Regions from separate parts of the Mus musculus genome. Here region 2 is linked to region 1. The links are chromatin contacts, called in public HiChIP or PLAC-seq maps. All regions are on one chromosome and are shown on one strand. Each heading gives the region's core, a stretch centred on a gene start, on an enhancer-like site or on the middle of the called end of the contact. The rest is flanking DNA. Distances are from core to core; before and after follow the strand shown. Region 1 overlaps Ptk7 (PTK7 protein tyrosine kinase 7). Region 2 holds the start of Rrp36 (ribosomal RNA processing 36 homolog (S. cerevisiae)).

The links. HiChIP or PLAC-seq counts read pairs in DNA pulled down with a chosen protein or histone mark.
Region 2: a contact with region 1 is called in an H3K27ac HiChIP or PLAC-seq map of the HPC-7 cell line, with 5 times the contacts expected there. The contact joins the promoter of Rrp36 here to the enhancer-like site in region 1. A contact is called at or near these places in 6 of 39 promoter capture datasets (the HPC-7 cell line, embryonic stem cells, macrophages and 2 more), 2 of 484 Hi-C or Micro-C datasets (LSK cells and nephron progenitors), 6 of 115 datasets of contacts at active chromatin or transcription factors (the HPC-7 cell line, embryonic fibroblasts, embryonic stem cells and 1 more) and 1 of 9 other capture datasets (adipose tissue).

The regions. Positions count from the first base shown.
Region 1 is chr17:46,600,192-46,604,886 of GRCm38.p6, reverse strand. All of the region lies in intron 1 of Ptk7 (PTK7 protein tyrosine kinase 7), which reads left to right. Among named protein-coding and RNA genes, the nearest start is that of Ptk7, 27 kb to the left of the region's middle. Within about 2 kb of position 2,481, at least 48 of the 459 cell types and tissues checked have an H3K27ac peak or open chromatin away from gene starts, as enhancers often do. A contact at or near this core is called in the HPC-7 cell line and LSK cells, where this site is marked.
Region 2 is chr17:46,672,378-46,677,072 of GRCm38.p6, reverse strand. It overlaps Rrp36 (ribosomal RNA processing 36 homolog (S. cerevisiae)), which reads left to right and starts at 2,747. Exons shown (of 7, transcript NM_144857.2): 1 at 2,747-2,876; 2 at 4,226-4,367; 3 at 4,482-4,548; 4 at 4,633-4,695. The coding sequence starts at 2,786. Klhdc3 (kelch domain containing 3) reads left to right here. Exons shown (of 12, transcript NM_027910.3): 8 at 43-129; 9 at 268-376; 10 at 496-569; 11 at 679-757; 12 at 1,921-2,523. The coding sequence ends at 1,987.

The sequences.
Region 1 (4,695 bases), core at 1,232-3,731:
AGCTCTGTTGTCACTCAGCTCCCCACCCCCACCCTGTCCCCTCTTGTCTCTCCCTCTGTCTCTGCCCCTCGTTCCTGGCTTTGCAGTTCTGTAAAGCGATCCTCTAAGAACGGAGGGACACTTACGTAAGCCAGATCTCCAAGCCTCCCAGACCCCAACTTATAAGCTGGCAGAATAGGCACAGAATAAAAACCTTAGGTCTTTTAGTCGCTCTGAAGAGCTTTTTTTCTCTTGGGCTGCGTGTGCATGTGTGAGCTCATGTGTGTATGCAAATTTATGCATGTGCATGCATGTGTGCGTGCAATTTCTGTTTTTATGGTGCTTGTGGCCAGGGTAGGCCGTCCTAGATCAAAGACGTCTGGCCGTGAGCTGCATGTTTTTGGTACTTTTAAAAATAATTTTAAGGAGTTGTTTCTATTCCTTCTTTTTTTTTTTTTTTTTTTTTAAAGGCGTGCGCCACCACATCCGGCTAACTCTTTTTTTATTAGATATTTTCTTCATTTACATTTCAAATGCTATCCCGAAAGTCCCCTATATCCACCACCCCACCCCCCATCTTCAACTCTTTTTTTTTTTTTTAAGATTTATTTATTTATTATATATAAGTACACTGTAGCTGTCTTCAGACACTCCAGAAGAGGGCGTCAGATCTTGTTACAGATGGTTGTGAGCCACCATGTGGTTGCTGGGATTTGAACTCTGTACCTTCGGAAGAACAGTCAGGTGCTCTTACCCACTGAGCCATCTCACCAGCCCTCTATTCCTTCTTTATCTGTTGATTTTTTTTCATCTGTTGTTACTGATTTAGAAATTGAAATCCTTATCCTGCCATCTTTAGCCCAGAATGCATTTTCTAGATGATATGTATATTTTGGGGGTTGGGGGGAGGGCGATAACTACCTTTTATTCAACTATGCGGATTCCAGGCATTGAGCTCAGGTCATCAGACTTGGTGATATAAATATTTTAAAGCTTATTATTTATTTTATGAATGTGAGTACACCATTGCTGTCTTCAGACATCCTAGAAGAGAGCATCAGATCTCATTACGGGTGGTTGTGAGCCACCATGTGGTTGCTGGGAATTGAACTCAGGGCCTCTGGAAGAGCAGTCAGTGCTCTTAACCTCTGAGCCATCTCTCCAGGCCTAAATGATAATAAGTTTTTTTGTTTGTTTGTTTGTTTGTTTTTTTGGTTTTTCGAGACAGGGTTTCTCTGTATAGCCCTGGCTGTCCTGGACCTCACTTTGTAGACCAGGCTGGCCTCGAACTCAGAAATCCGCCTGCCTCTGCCTCCCAAGTGCTGGGATTAAAGGCCTGTGCCACCACTTGTTTAAGTAAAGTAGTGAGATACCACAGAGATGGCCCAGTGGTTAAGGGCACTGCTGTTCTTTTAGAGGCACTAAGGTCTGTCCCCAGCTCCCAGTCAGTGGCCCACAGCTGACAGTTACTCCAGCTCTAGGAGTCTGACACCCTCTCCTGGCCTCTGTGGGCACCTGCGCTCACATTGCATACAAACACACACAGACACCTAAATACAAAATTAAAAAATGAACACACTGGATCCTCTGGAACTGGAATTACTTTAAGGATGGTAGTGAGCCTCCATGCGGGTGCTGAGAAGGGAACCTGGGTCCTCTGCAAGAGCAGCCAGTGGCCTCCCTGTTAAGGCATTGCTCCAGCCTAGTGAGTGGTGAGGTGTTGGCCTGGCATGCACAAGACTATAAGGTTTAATCCCTAGCATTGCTGAGAGAACAAAAGAAACAAAAACAAAAAACAAAACAAAACAAAAAACCCAAGTCATTTGTAATGTGGTTAAGAGTTTGTAATGTCAGCAGTATGGTGACATCTATAAGGAGCCACAGTGTGTCTGAAGAAGTCCAATGGCTTGACTGTGATCACGCAGCTGGCCCATCCAGGCCTTAGATGAACCTTCAGTCCTGTATTGGAGCTGCGTTTATGACACATTGCAAGGCTTTGCCCACCTCTCCTGTACATTTGTCAGCATTTTCCAGGCCCGTGGAAGCAGAAGTGGCAGAAAAGACAGTGTTTGGTGGCACGGGCAAGGGTTCCACGCACCATCCTACCCCTGCCCGCCCCCTCCCAGGACCCTCACCCAGAGTCTTGGGGGCCAGGAATCTAATAACCTTGCCTCAAACCATCAGCCCTTCCAAGCGGCCTCGTTTTTTGTTTTCCCTTCGATCTGCATTCTTCCCTTTGTGTCCCAGGTTGTCTTTTAGGTCTTTGGGGAAGTGCCCCCTAAGACCACTGCCTGGGGGGGGGGGGGGGGAAGGGCTGGCCCAGAAGCAGCTGTTGGTAAAGACAGGTGGATGAGTCTTCTCTGGGAAGGAAGGCGGGCTGAGTGTGGCCCTGACTCCTGGACCCTACCTCTAAAGGACAGCCCAGCTGCTGAGGGGCGCCTCAGCCTCCTGCACATATGTTTGACATCACTGCACGTCCCGGCCACGTGGCAGATGCCGCTTGCCACAGGCCTTCCACATCATGACATAGCAAAGCCATTTCCTCACATTCCGCTGCCTTGGCTGCTCGGGAAGTGGTTTGCAGAACATTTCTAAATATAAAAATAGGAGACTAATGATGCTCATGTCCCTTTGAAGCCAGCTGAGGTCCAGCCTCTCAGACGGCTTTTGGAGCAAAGAGGATGGAGAGCAGGAGAGGCAGGGCTGGGATGTGTGGGGCCCCGAGGATACCCAGACACAGGCTGGGGTGTGTGGGGCCCCGAGGATACCCAGACACAGGCTGGGGTGTGTGGGGCCAGGGTGTTGAGGCCCTGAAGATACCTAGACAGTTGGGGGAAACAGGAGATCCTCTGCATGTAAGGAGGAAGGTATGTTGTAAAGATTGAAATTCAGGCTGTGGACACCTATGCTCAGCTACCTACTTAAAAAATTTTTTTTGTTTGTTTTCTAGACAGGGCTTCTCTGTAACACTGACTGTCCTGGAACTTGCTCTGTAGATCAGGCTGGCCTCAAACTCTACCTGCTTCTGCCTCCTTAGTGCTGGGGTTAAAGGTGTGAACTACCATCAAGTGGCTTTAAAAAATGATTTGTATTGCACAGGAGAGATGACTCAGCGGTTAAGAGCGCTGGCTGCTCTTCCGGAGGTCCTGAGTTCAATTCCCAGCAACCACGTGGTGGCTCACAGCCATCTGTAATGGGATCTGATGCCCTCTTCAGCTACAGTCTTAAGATGAGCTAAGGGTGTGTGTGTGTGTGTGTGTGTATTAAATCTTTTAAAAAATAATTTGTATTGAGACAGTCTCACTGTAGCCCTGGCTGTCATGGAACTTGCTATGTGGATTAAGATGACCTTGAACTCACAGAGATCTTCCTGCTTCTGCCTCCTGAGTTTTGGGATTAAAGGTGTGTGCTCCCACATGCTACTGGTGGCTGTTATTATCACTTTAAGATTTGTTTTTATGCCTGTGTATCTGTATCTGTGGGGTGTGTGTGTGTGTGTGTGTGTGTGTGTGTGTGTGTGTGTGAGTGATGTATGGTGTGTGTGGGGGTGAGTGTGCCCACGAAGGTAGAGGAGGCATCAGGTTTCCTGGAGCAGCTTGATGTGGGTGCTGGGAACTGAACTTGGGTCCTTTGGAGGAGCACCATGCTCTCTTTAACTACAGAGGCATCTTTTCCTCTCTCTAAAAAGGAACACTTTTTTCTCCTGCCCAAACTCAACAGTCCATTAGTCACTTGGGGAGGACAGCAGGGTGTGGATGCAGGCCCAGGAAGGGAGCTTCAAAACAATGGAATTGGGAGTGAGAGCTGAAGTACAGAAGACACAATGTAAAGCAGTCTACATAAGTTAAAAATATCCAGTCTAGAGGGGCTGGAGAGATGGCTCAACAGTTAAGAAAGAGCACTGGCTGCTCTTCCAAAGTCCCCAGGTTCAAATCTCAGCATCCCCATGACAGTTCACAACTGTCAGTAATTCCAGTTACAAAACACCAATGTAAATCTAAACAAAAACAAACAAACTTGTTTCGGGGTTGAGAAGTTGGTCCAGCTTTTAGGAGCGCTGACTGATTTTACAGAGGCCCTGAGTTCAGTTCCTTGCTCCTGTGTTAGATGCCTGTCACCTAACTCCAGCTTCAAGGCTATCTGACACCCTCTTCTGGCCTCCATAAGTATCTGCACCCACACACATAAACCTAGCTAAAAATAAAACAAAAATCTTTCAAAAATACTTACAAGTAATGTAGATCAACCATCATATTTTAAAATGCTGCATCCAAGCAAGAGGATTTATATTAAATCCAACAGAACAGTTGTGGGGAGGGGTATGGACAGGGAATTAGTGGACAAAAAAAAAAAAAAAAAAAAAAAACAAAGAAAAAGGAAAGCCCTTGGGGCTGGAGAGATGGCTCAGTGGTTAGGAGCACCGACTACTCTTCCAGAGGTCCTGAATTCAAATCCCAGCAACCACATGGTGGCTCACAACCATCTGTAATGAGATCTGATGCCCTCTTCTGGTGCGTCTGAAGACATCTACAGTGTACTTACATATAATAAACAAATCTTTAAAAAAGGAAAAAAAAAAAAAAAAAAAAGAAAAGAAAGCCCTTGCTTTTTCTGGTGACATCATGGGAAGAATGTAGACCTGAGAGCCCAGGGCTAGGTACTCACTCTGGCGTTGATGAAGACGCCCTAACTCCAGGGTGTCTATAAACGTGTGCT
Region 2 (4,695 bases), core at 1,498-3,997, 72 kb before region 1:
TGTGCAACTCCATTCTCTTTTGACATGTCTCTGCCCTTCCAGTTGGCTACAATGGAGAGCTGTACATCTTTGGTGGCTACAATGCAAGGCTGAATCGGCATTTCCATGACCTCTGGAAGTTTAATCCTGGTAAAGACCTTTGGGGGAGGGGGCAGGAACAGTTGAGGTGGGAGAAGAATAACCCTGAGTAAGGGGTGGGCTGGAGTGGTCTAGGTTGTGTAGGTGTCTAGGTTGGCCAGGTAGTGAACCTCTAGGAACCTCTCCTAGGGTCCTTTACCTGGAAGAAGATTGAACCAAAGGGGAAAGGACCGTGTCCCCGCCGCCGCCAGTGTTGCTGTATTGTTGGTGATAAAATTGTCCTCTTTGGCGGTACCAGGTTAGGAGAGGGGGGGGGCAGTGAACTCGGGAAAGGGCCTAACATCAGAGGGTGGCATCGGAGTGAGGGTCTGTGGGTGGTCCCAGCACCTACTTCATTCTCTCTTTCCATCTGTACAGCCCCTCTCCCGAGGAAGGCCTGGGGGATGAATTTGACCTCATAGATCATTCTGACTTACACATCTTGGACTTCAGTAAGTACTTATTTCTGAGGGGCTTCTACTGTCAGGTTCTCTGTCTCTGGGTGGTGAGCAGGATGGGACCTTTCCCTGCTCTGACTGACCTCCAGCTCCTCCAATACAGGCCCTAGTCTGAAGACTCTGTGCAAGCTGGCGGTGATTCAGTATAGCCTGGACCAGTCCTGTCTGCCCCATGACATCAGGTAAGGCAGGTGGCTGCAGAGGAGGGAAGGCTTGGCTAAGGCTCAGTGGCCAGCACAGGTGTGACCTGATTAGCTCTCAACCAATGTCCTGCAGCAGCGGACAGTTCTGTCTGCTGGAGAGGAGATTTTTGTGAGGAACAGGAAGGAGGTAAAGGTGCTGCCATCACGTGACAGCTATCAATCAGCTCTGGAAGAAAACATTCTGGATTGTTCGAGCCACGCTCAGAAGCTCTGCTGCCCTACATAGTTTTGTTTGTTTTCGTGATGTATTTTGACTAAATTTCAGGGTTGACTACAAAGAAGGTTGAAGAGTTTCTGGACTCCCTTAGGTCAGGAATGGAGAGAGGTTCCTATTTCTTGCCCGTATTGAGTTCAAATTGAGCACCAAAAGTCACTCCATGAGACATTGCCTCCTCTTGGTCATTCTAAGACATTCCTGCCTCCTTGAGCCAGGTTTTATTTTTTATTTTTTGGTTTCCCGAGACAGGGTTTCTCTGTATAGACCTGGCTGGCCTCTCCTTCCAAATGCTGGGATTAAAGGCGTGTGCCACCACACCCGGCTAATTCTTGCTTGTTAAGGTCTCTGTGTCCTTTGGTGACAGAGAATCACCAATTCACAGAATGAATCCCAGACTGGCCCCAATTTAACACGGGTGCGAATACCTTAATGCCGAGTACACGGCTTAGAGTCTTGTATAAGGAAGACTTAAGTCTTTGTAAAATGAAAGTGGTGTGGGAAGCATACTTTTAAGTTGGTGGGGTGGATGGGAAAATCTTTAGGTCCCAAAGTTTAGGGAGAACAGGAGGTCTGAATCAGGGCCTTAAAATAAGGGAAATTGGCAACAAGGGATTGACGCTCTGGTAAGGATGAGGGGGAAGTGCTGCCTGGCTGGCTGCAGACTGCAGAGCAGGAGAGGTACCTGGGGTGTTTACTAAAATGGGTACACCTGAGCCAGATGCTTAGGCTCAGAAGTCTGTATAAACATAAACAGGAAATCCCAGAGAACCTGGAGGTGGTTGAGTAGGAGGAGGTGGGAGTTGTAGTGGTAGGTGGGGTCTGGTGATTAACCCCTCTGTGGGAGTTTGGAGGGTGCTGTGTCATAGCTTTGTTGTCATAGAGACCACCTCTTCCGGTCTTCTCTGCCCATTGTTCACCTTTCCAGGTGGGAGCTCAACGCCATGACCACCAACAGCAATATCAGCCGCCCCATTGTCTCCTCCCATGGCTAGGAAGTTTATGCTGCCTCCCCTACTGAGCCCTCTCTTGTCTTCATTGCCCCTGCCCTTCTCACCCGCCTGCCCCTTTGGACCCTGGACTCGGTATACCTCCACGTGGAGTTGATGGACTAGAGGTGTTTTCTGTGCTGTGAATTCAGTGGGGAGTTTTTTGGGGGAGGGCATTTCCCTCCCTCCTTGGGCCGAGGGCCCCTTCCCTTGGTGCTCTGTCCCCATCCACCTCCCTCCACCGCTCCTGGGCCTTTGCTCTGCCCCAGTCTGGCTGGGTAGCCAGGCTGTGTGTGCTGGAAAGGGACAGGAGTGGGAGAAGCCAGCAGTGTTGGAGCCTCAGGAGCCTCCCTCTCCCCATGACCACCCTCTCCCTGCTTGAGCATCGCCCGGGAGCTGAGAGGAGCCTCGGCTGTTGGCATGAAACCCCCTCCCCAACCCGCGGTGGTGGGGACCAACAGACAGCTTCACCCTTCCTTGAGCTGTTGCTGTACCCCTGAAGCTCAGGCAGCTCTGACTTTATAAAACCTAAAACCTCCAAACGTGTCCTATTTCTGGCGACTACGATAGAGGGGTGGAGGCAAAGGGGCCACCCTTGCGGTTCTGGCTTCAGGGCCAAGCATCTGAAGAAATCCGATGCCACTGAGCCTGGCAGCCTCTCCGCAGACGTGAAGTTCTACGGCTGCGGGGCGGTGCTTCTGGCAGAACCCTCAGCACATTGGCTCAGGCTTCCGGAAAGGGTGGGACGTGGGACCTCGTCGTGAGCGGAAGTCGTGCAAGTTTTCAGCCCGGACTACGGAAGACATGCGGAAGGCTGGTTCTAGGGCTAGGGCTGAGGCCGAAGGTCCTCACCGTGCTATGGAGGGCGGGGAGGTGACTGGCGACCGGCTGAAGGGTGAGGACCTAAGGCTGGGGTGAGCGGGAGGCGTTTGGCTGCGGGAACAGAAGCCGCCCGAGTGCCGCGGTTCAATGGAGGCCGAGAGGAGCGGGTGCTTCCCGCTTTACGACTTTGGGAGAAGTTTCGTGGTTTGGTTTGGTTTGGTTTGGAACATGGCGGTGGGCGGGGTACGGAGGGCGGGGATGTCTCATAATGTGGCCCAGGCCAGTTTCGAACTCTTGGCCGCCCTGCCTTATTACCAAGTGCTGGGTTTATAGGTCTTAAGTCTCCGGGCCAGGCCTGGGCATATTCTTAAAGGGAGGATTTGGGTTCTTCCTAAGTCTAGTAGGGCGGGATGCGACTAACTAAACTGTATGCGTGCACTTGGAAATAAAGAATAACCAAACAGCAAAGCAAAAAGTTCGTTGTCGGTCCACTTAACCTCTAGAAAAGGGTATTTAGCCAGGCGGGTTAGTACACGCCTGACCAGCACTCGGGAGGCAGAGGCAGCCAGATTCCTGTGCACTCCAAACCAGCTTGGTCTACATATTCCAGTGATTCTCGACTTTCCTAATGCTGTGACACTGGTGACCCCAACCATAAAGTTATTTTGTTGCAACTTCATAACTGTGATTTTTGCTACTGTTATGAATAGTAATATAAATATGTTTTCTGATGGTCGTAGGCAACCCCTGTGAAAGGGGCTTTGGACACCTTCCCCAAAGGAGTTGAGACTCAGGTTGAGACCCTTTGACACAGTGACTTCCAAGCTGAGGGAGATGGAAGCCACTGGAGAGCTTTGAGTTCAGAATACCATGAAAATTAGCACAGGGAGGGATAAATCAGACTCTTTTTTACTATGCAAAAATAAATAGGTTCTGGCCAGGAGGTGGTGGCACATGCCTTTTTAATCTCAGAGCTCTAGAGGCAGAGGCAGGCAGAGCTCTGAGTTTGAGGCCAGCCTGATCTACAGAGGAAGTTCCAGGACAGCCAAGGCTACACAGATCCTGTCTAGCAACATTACAGAGTAGCACCTTGGCGACCAGTGCTGCCTAGCAAGTAAGGATGGTCTTTGCTATGTATCTGATGTGTGTGTGTGTGTGTGTGTGTGTGTGTGTGTGTGTGTGTGCGCGCGCGCGCGCGCGCTTGTGCAAGTATACGTACATGTGTGTGTCTTACAAAGTGGACGTGGAGCTCAGAAGACAGCTTTGGTCAGTCTGTCCCCTCCCTACACCATGTGACTCCAGGCTCTAACTTAGGTGGTCCAGCCTGGCAGGGCGTTCTTTTCATATTCTGAACCTAGCCCGATGAAGACTTTTCCTGCAGTGGGGAGGTACTGACCGGAGTTGTGTGACCTTTTCCTGCAGCAGACACATCTGACATGTCATTTGAGGAGCTGTTGAGATTACAGGGCCAAGGGAGACCCAAGGCACACAAACAATTGGTAGCTGGAAACAGCACTAGAACGCGAAGCCCCCAACAACCCGTGTGTGTCGCCGATAAGCACCGGTGAGGACCAAAGCCTGCCCACAGAGTTAAAACTTCCCCGGGACTTTGACAGATGTCTGTTACCTTCCTCCAAGACGGCAGTGCACTTACCCCCGGCCTTTCATTTCTCCTCAGGCCTCTGGAAATGTCAGCTAAAGTCCGGGTGCCATTCTTACGTCAGGTGGTGCCCATCAGTAAAAAGGTGAGGAAAGAGCAGGGAACAAGGACTTCCTTGGAGACAGGAGACTTAAACAAGCGGATTATATTCTCTCTGTGTTTTGCAAAGGTCGCCCGAGACCCCCGCTTTGATGATCTGTCAGGGGACTATAACCCTGAAGTGTTTGACAAA